2 separate regions of the Mus musculus genome follow, and region 1 is linked to region 2. Evidence: chromatin contacts called from public Hi-C data. All regions are on one chromosome and are shown on one strand. The core of a region is the stretch at or near the end of the contact, and the rest is flanking DNA. Distances in the headings are between cores, read along the strand shown.

The links. Hi-C and Micro-C count contacts between places; a contact is called where the count stands out from the background.
Region 1: a contact with region 2 is called in a Hi-C map of liver, with 4 times the contacts expected there. The contact joins two enhancer-like sites. A contact is called at or near these places in 6 of 484 Hi-C or Micro-C datasets (the HL-1 cell line, Th1 cells, bone marrow-derived macrophages and 2 more) and 8 of 115 datasets of contacts at active chromatin or transcription factors (DN3 thymocytes, the HL-1 cell line, the HPC-7 cell line and 5 more).

What each region holds. Positions count from the first base shown.
Region 1 is chr17:31,904,132-31,907,772 of GRCm38.p6, forward strand. No RefSeq gene overlaps it. Among named protein-coding and RNA genes, the nearest start is that of 2310015A16Rik, 6.5 kb to the right of the region's middle. Within about 2 kb of position 1,785, at least 130 of the 459 cell types and tissues checked have an H3K27ac peak or open chromatin away from gene starts, as enhancers often do. A contact at or near this core is called in liver, where this site is marked.
Region 2 is chr17:31,701,680-31,705,442 of GRCm38.p6, forward strand. No RefSeq gene overlaps it. Among named protein-coding and RNA genes, the nearest start is that of Gm30187, 4.6 kb to the right of the region's middle. Within about 2 kb of position 1,767, at least 27 of the 459 cell types and tissues checked have an H3K27ac peak or open chromatin away from gene starts, as enhancers often do. A contact at or near this core is called in liver, where this site is marked.

The DNA of each region.
Region 1 (3,641 bases), core at 535-3,034, 200 kb after region 2:
GTCCCTTTCTTGGCAGTGACCATGTGGCCCTTAGCAGTGGGTCACCACTTTCCGGAATGTGTTTGTCCATCTTGGTTTCCTGCCCCATGCGGGGTTGTTTTGACTTGCATGGGGCTTTCCGCCTTTGCCCCGGTTATATAAGGAGCTTTATGTAACAACCAGACTCACTGAGCCAGGGAGGGAGGGTATGGTAGGAGAAGCTGGGGCTGGCCCCAGCCACGTCACCTCTCCAGGTGTCGTCTAAAGCCTCCAGTACTTGGCTGCCTTGGTGCCAAGAGGACACACACACACACACACACACACACCCTGTACCATGCTCCAACTCCCTGCCCCGTGTCTATAATATTAGGAGACAAAGATAAATATTGGCCAGGCCAAGAAACAGGACCTCCCCCTCCTCTCTGGATGGCAGTGGCCTCAGGTGCCCCAAAGACTCATGGGTAAAGGGACGGCTGACACAGCTGGAACACAGACAGCACACAATAGTTAGAGTAGTTCCTCTATCCCTGTGTCAGACCTGGGTTAGGGTTCAAGATTATGTACAGCAGATCCCTAGCCTTGGCCCCCAGGAAGGAAGGAAGGAAGGAAGGAAGGAAGGAAGGGAAGAAGGAAGGAAGGAAGGAAGGAAGGAAGGAAGGAAGGAAGAGAAGAAGGAAGGAAGGGAGGGAGGGAGGGAGGGAGGGAGGGAGGGAGGGAGAAAAGAAGGACAGAACAGGACCAGGTTACCCCATCAGAGCCTCAGAGACACTAAGTAGACACACTTCAGGTCTGTTGCCACGTGGAACAGGAGGGAAGCTGGGTCATTTCTCCAATTGTCTGTCAGAAGCTCCAAAGGAATTAACAAGAGGTCCTTAGAGAGCAGAGAGTCCACACTTACGTTCCCAACAGTGAATACCAAGCGACCTGTAGTGCCTGTCCCCAGTTAGGGGACAGAAGCTAGGGCTGGCTGCTCATACCCAAGGCCAGGGTCTAGCCACAAAAGCTCTAGAAACACGGCTGAGTGTCTTAGTCGGGGTTTCTAGTCCTGCACAAACATCATGACCAAGAAGCAAATTGGGGAGGAAATGGTTTATTCAGCTCACACTTCCACATTGCTGTTCATCACCAAAAGAAATCAGGCCTGGAACTCAAGCAGGTCAGGAAGCAGGAGCTGATGCAGAGGCCATGGAGAGATGTTACCTACTGGCTTGCTTCCCCTGGCTTTCACAGCCTGCTCTCTTATAGATACCAGCCCAGGGATGGTATCACCCACAAGGGGCCCTCCCCACATGATCACCAACGTAGAAAATGCCCCACAGCTGGATCTCATGGAGGCACTTCCCCAGCTGGAGCTCCTTTCTCTGTGATAATTCCAGCCTGTGTTGAGCTGACACACAAACCCAGCCAGTACACTGAGGCAGAGTGAGAGGACTAGGCCCAGCTTCCGTGGACTCCTCCCGGTGCGAGCCATTGCTGGTTACAGAGCCACCCCGGAAGAGCATAGAGCGTGCCTGTGGCTCACAGTCTTTGAACATGGATCTCTGAGCACCTGCAGGAGCCAGGCTCTGCAGGGCACAGCGGCTTAGACATCTAGACCTAGGCTTCCAAGTGACCCCCAGGAAAATCCTCTGCTTTTCCTACCCCCATGGCGTTCACAGGCTTGCCTCCATCGTAAGGTCAGGACGTCGGCAAGCACAGCCACAGGACTAGGCCAGCCAACTGTCTCTGTCCCAGGCGGCAGGCTCTGACGTGTTCCTCTGGGTTTGGAGTCAAGGCCTGCCGTGTTTGTTCCCTCTCACCAGGAAGTGAGGGCTTTCCTTCCTGAAGCTTGGGAGGCCACGTTCCTTTTCACTCCCCAAAGAGGAAGCCTTCTCTGTCCTCAGGCCAGATATGTGGAGGGCTGACTTCATGGCCTGAGACGAGTGCACAGGAAGCCGTCTTACCTAAGAAGCCCTGGAGGAAGCCTCCACAGGCCCCACAGGAAGCACAGCCACGTCACCTTCTCCAGCAGGGAGGCCAGTCTCTGCCCAGCTCCATCCCACCTGACCTGCCATCTGCCCAGCCTCCAACCCCTGAGACGTCTCCTTTCTGGCCTCCTCAGGCTCCTGAGCACATTTGTGAGTTTACAAAGATCAGAGGTCGCCGGAGATCAGAACCAGTGCACCCCACTGCCCCGCAGTACCCACTTACATAGTCTCTCAGTGTGATCCCTGGGGCCCCAACACATGGCCTTTGGTCCCAAGTTGGACAGAATCCTAACAGTGATGATCCTGGTGTCAAGGACACTAGGAGCTGGTGGCAGCAGAAGGACCAGGAGGAAGGGACACAGAGGCCAGAACACTAACTGGGAAGGCTACCAGGCATCCTGGGGACAGGCATCCTGTAGGGTGTCACTGGGCTCAGGATAGCAGCCACTGAGGCTACAATGATAACATCTAGACTTAAGGGAGGTGGAGGAACAGTGCGGGTATCCTTACCAGGGACTGTGCCCATGAACCCTGCTCATAGTCTTCTGGAAGGGGACTCCAAATAGCTTGCCATCATGTCCACAGTGGGGTCCATTCTAAAAAGAAGTTGGGGGAGGTGCAGGAGGGAACTGGCATGGGGGACACAGCACATGCTGTGGACAGGTGAGGGCCAAAGTTTTTGTCACCAGAACCCATGTAAAAGCTGGACGTGTGTGATGGCCACCTGTACGTCCCAGCACTGGGGAGGCAGAGACAGGGGGTGACCTAGAGCAAGACAGCTAGCTAGACCAGCTGACTGGCGAACTCTGGGAGAGTTCCTGTCTCACTGTATAGAGTGACTGAAGAAAACTCCATCCCCACACACCTGTGCCCATGTACTGGAACATATGTGCAATGATACATACACAAGTTCCCTCGAAGATCTTAGTGAGAATCTCACGGTTTACCTAAAAGGGTTGCCTTCAGTGGTCACACGGCACTGTGGTAGCATTGAATGGGACATTTGCCACCTGTATCTGGAGGGGTTCTTGATGTCTGCAGGCACTGAAGAGAGGTAAAGCAGCCACGGCTTTCCAGCCACCTGCGATGGGGCTATCCTCTGTTCAGGAATGCTCTAGAGTGTCCCTGCCGGGCTCTCTTGCCCTCATGCCCATAGACAGCCAGGCAAGCTTATCTGCATGGAGCCAAGGACCTGGGCTCGTTGTTGAAAACCATTTTTGCCGTAGCCCCTGCCTCCTGGTCTCGTCCTCCAGAAGATGGCATCTGTACGCCAAGGAGTATGGACAGTGTATACAGCAACCTCGTTCGTTACAGCCTCTCTCAGTACCTGTGATGTCGTTCAGCCCTTGGAGTCAAGAGACATGAACTCTGAGGCCAGATGCCACTCTAAAATAAACATGGATGCCATGGGAGCCTGGGAGACACAAAGGCATCCTCAGCTGCTGGGCCACGAATGTGACAATGTGGGGGTTTTCCCCTTGGCCTCTCATTTCTGGAAGAACTGGGAGAAGTAGACACTATTATACCAACTGGGAACCTCTGGTAAGGAGACCAGCCCTTCTGTCTGTGTCAAGGAGAGCATGGCTGGAGTGACCAGGTAAGGGCAGCTGTGACCAGGTAAGGAGCACAGCACAGGCTGGACACATGAGCCCTTGGGAGGAGGTGTGGTGTCACTTCAGGAACGAGCAGTCTGGA
Region 2 (3,763 bases), core at 517-3,016:
TCTTCTCTTCTTCTTCTCTTCTTCTTTTCTTCTTCTTCTTCTTCTTCTTCTTCTTCTTCTTCTTCTTCTTCTTCTTCTTCTTCCTCTTCTTCTTCTTCTTCTTCTCTTCTTCTTCTCTTCTTCTTCTTCTTCTTCTTCTCTTCTTCTTCTCTTCTTCTTTTCTTCTTCTTCTTCTTCTTCTTCTTCTTCTTCTTCTTCTTCCTCTTCTTCTTCTTCTTCTTCTCTTCTTCTCTTCTTCTTCTTCTTCTTCTTCTTCTTCTTCTTCTTCTTCTCCTCCTCCTCCTCCTCCTCCTCCTCCTCCTCCTCCTCCTCTTCCTCCTCCTTCTTCTCCTCCTCCTCCTCTTCCTCCTTGTCCTCCCCCTTCTTCCTTAAAAAAAAGATTTATTTATTTATTTTGTGTATGAGTGCTCTATCTGCATGCACACCTGCATATCAGAATAGGGCATCAGATCTCATTACCGATAGTTGTGAGCCACCATGTGGTTGCTGGGAATTGAACTCAGGACCTCTAGAAGAGCAGTCAGTGCCCTTAACCGCTGAGCCATCTCTTCAGCCCCATTTAGGGACTTCTACATGATGATTGTTTTTTTAGAGATTTATTTTATGTTATGAGTACACTGTTGCTGTCTTCAGACACACCAGAAGAGGGGTGTCGGATCCCATTACAGATGGTTGTGAGCCACCACGTGGTTGCTGGGAATTGAACTCAGGACCTCTGGAAGATCAGTCAAACTACTGAGCCATCTCTCCATCTCGATTTTTTTTTAAGTCTAAAATGTTCTTCAGATTTTTTTTTTTTTTTAAATTCAGGAGCAAGAGAGATACTTTTAGATCATTGGTTCTCAATATGTGGGTTGCAACTTTTTCACAGGGATTTATACAACAATTTATAAGAGTAGTAAAAATACAGTTATGAAGTAGCAATGAAAGTAATTTTATGGTTGGGGGGGTCACCGACAGCGTGAGGAACTGTATTAAAGGATGGCAGCATTAGGAAGGTTGAGAACCACTGCTTTAAACTAAGTGTATATGTTAAATGTTAAAAGCGCCAACAACGTCCCTAAATAGAATAAGAGAACCTTACAAAACTTTAAATCGATGCAAAGACAATAAAGGCATAAAAACATTTAGTTAGACTTGGGAAGACACGTGGCGCGGGGTTTTCTTGTTCCACGTTCTTACAGGAGCTGGAAGGTGAGCCCTTCCATGGAGGAGGCTTTGGATGTGTATACCCTTGGATGTACATTCTGAACAAGAGAAGAGGGTTTTAGAAGAGAGTTTTCTTACAAAGCAGGGCAGAGCTTATGCCTTCCATAGCTGCAGCCCAGCTTGACATGTAGAAGGCCATGCTTACAGGTGACACGAGATGACTTCTTGGAACAGGAGACACCAGCTCTTATGTGGCACAGAGGTAAATATACATATGATGGAAAGACCAAAGAGCTAGCTGTGGAAGCAACTGGCGGTGCCACCCAACTACACTGTGACACATGGTTCAGAACTCCTGAGGTTTTATGGACAGCCATTCCTTCTGCAGTCCAGTCTCAACGACAGAAATAAACACACTTATAAGTCCCTGGCAGGTCGATCTCTGGCTCAACTGGCTGTGTCCTGGAACCCTCTGGAGTCTGACTGTAACTCTCGTGGCTGCCCTGAATGGAGGAGGTGAGTCTGGGGACAGGCACACCCAGTCCTGACCCCTGTCAGGGACTACATGAATTGCGGCCCAGGACAGGTGTCAGCACCATCCACATTTAGCAAATGAGTTCTAGTTTCAAACATCAGGAGTCAGATGAGTTTAGGCTAGGTCGCCTTTGTGCTCTGTACTCTGCTGGGCTGTAAACAGTGGCCACTCGATAGCAGGGGTCAGGTGACCTATTACAATATTCATGTGTGTTGGGCCCTCTGCCTTGTGGGTCTTTGCTGTCCTGGTCTGCAGTACAGTGGAGCTGGCTCTGCTTGGGCCCCTCGTGTTGTGTTCAGTGGGTTAATCCTGAGCCCAGAGCTTTCTATTCTCCCCCAATCCACTTTGCCCTAGTGGGGCACAGTATACCCTCCTGTGTCTGGTCTTGTGCAATGCTCACAGTTGCTAGCTAAGAATTACCACCATGTGACTGGGATTGGACCTCTCCTCTGGGCTGCTGCCCAGGAGGCCTGGCAGGGCAAGATGCTTGCAATGTGCAAGGAGACTCTATTGCAAGACAGTGTGCAACTCAAGTTTAGCTTTTAGACAGTTTCCTGTCTGGGCTGAGGCTGCTCTGGGACTCCAGGCCACCTATGCAAGGGCCTTCCTGAGTCGTGGGGTTGGCGTGGAGTGTGAAGGTGGAAATCTAGACTCATCTTGGACCTGAGTTTCCTCCTCTGTGATACAATGGGTCAGGTGGGGAGTCAGAAGGTCAAGGATGCCTTGCCTTTGAAGATGTGAGACACAGACTTGTTTCTAGGAAAGCAGGCATAGGTACCCATACACACACACACACACACACACACACACACACACACACACACACACACAAAGCTTGTACTCAGAATGGCTCATATGTGGATCCTGAGATCAAAACCATCAAAGTTTTTGAGTTGGAGTGTGGTGGTGCACACCTTTAATTCCAGTACTCCAGAGGCAGAGGCAGGTGGATTTCTGTGAGTTTGAGGCCAACCTGGTGGTCTACAGAGACCTGAAGCCAGCCAGGACTACATAGAGAGACCCTATCTCAAAGAAGAAAATAAAAGAAAAAAATTAAAAAAAATTTTTTTTTTGGTGGGGTGGGGTGGGGTGGGGTTTGGTGGATGGACTGGTGGCTTACTGGGTGTTTGCTACCAGTCCTGAGTACCTGAGTTCAATCCCAGGGAGTAATGGATGAGAAGAACTGACTCTCTGATCGCCACCCGCACACCACGGTATACACGCATGTGGATACACAGAGATAAATGAGTGTAATTTTCTGAAAGGTTGGCTTTTTCAGTGGATTTGGTGGAACACACCTAAAATCAGCATTGGGGAGGCAGAGGCAGGAGAATCACAAATCCAAGATGGGCCAGGGCCACACAGTATGACTCTGTGTCAAGGAAAAACAGAAATACAGATGGACGTTTTCGAGCTGCTAGCATAGCCTATTGGTGGTTCATGAGATTAGCTGCATCTCTACCAGGGTTAGAGTGAAAAGGGAAATCCAGGTAGCAAGACTAGCAAAAGACTAATTAAAAACATAAAATCAAGGGCTGGCAAGATGGCTCAGGGGGTAAGAGCACTGATGGCCCTTCTAAAGGTCTTGAGTTCAAATCCCAGCAACCACATTGTGGTTCACAACCATCTGTAATGAGATCTGAAGCTCTGTTCTGGTGTGTCTGAAGACAGCTACAGTGTACTTATTTATAATAAATAAATCTTTGTGCCTGAGTGAGCAGGGCCAACCGGAGTGAGCAGGGTTGACTGGGGGGAACAGAGGTCCTAAATTCAATTCCCAACAACCACATGAAGGTTCCCAACCATCTGTACAGCTACAGTGTACTCACATACATTAAATCAATCAATCAATCAATCAATCAATCAATCAATCTTAAAAAATAAAATAAAATCAAGAAGACAAAAAGACTCAGCCTCAGACTTCAGGAGATGAACTCTGACACTCATTCGGTAGCAGCCTGGGGCCACCTGGAGCTGCCTGGGGCAGCCTGGAGCCTTCAGTTGCTCTGAAGAGCCATCTCGTCTCGCTCTGAGCGCATCCAGCTCTCACCTTGAGGGGTGCGGAGGACCCTGAACACG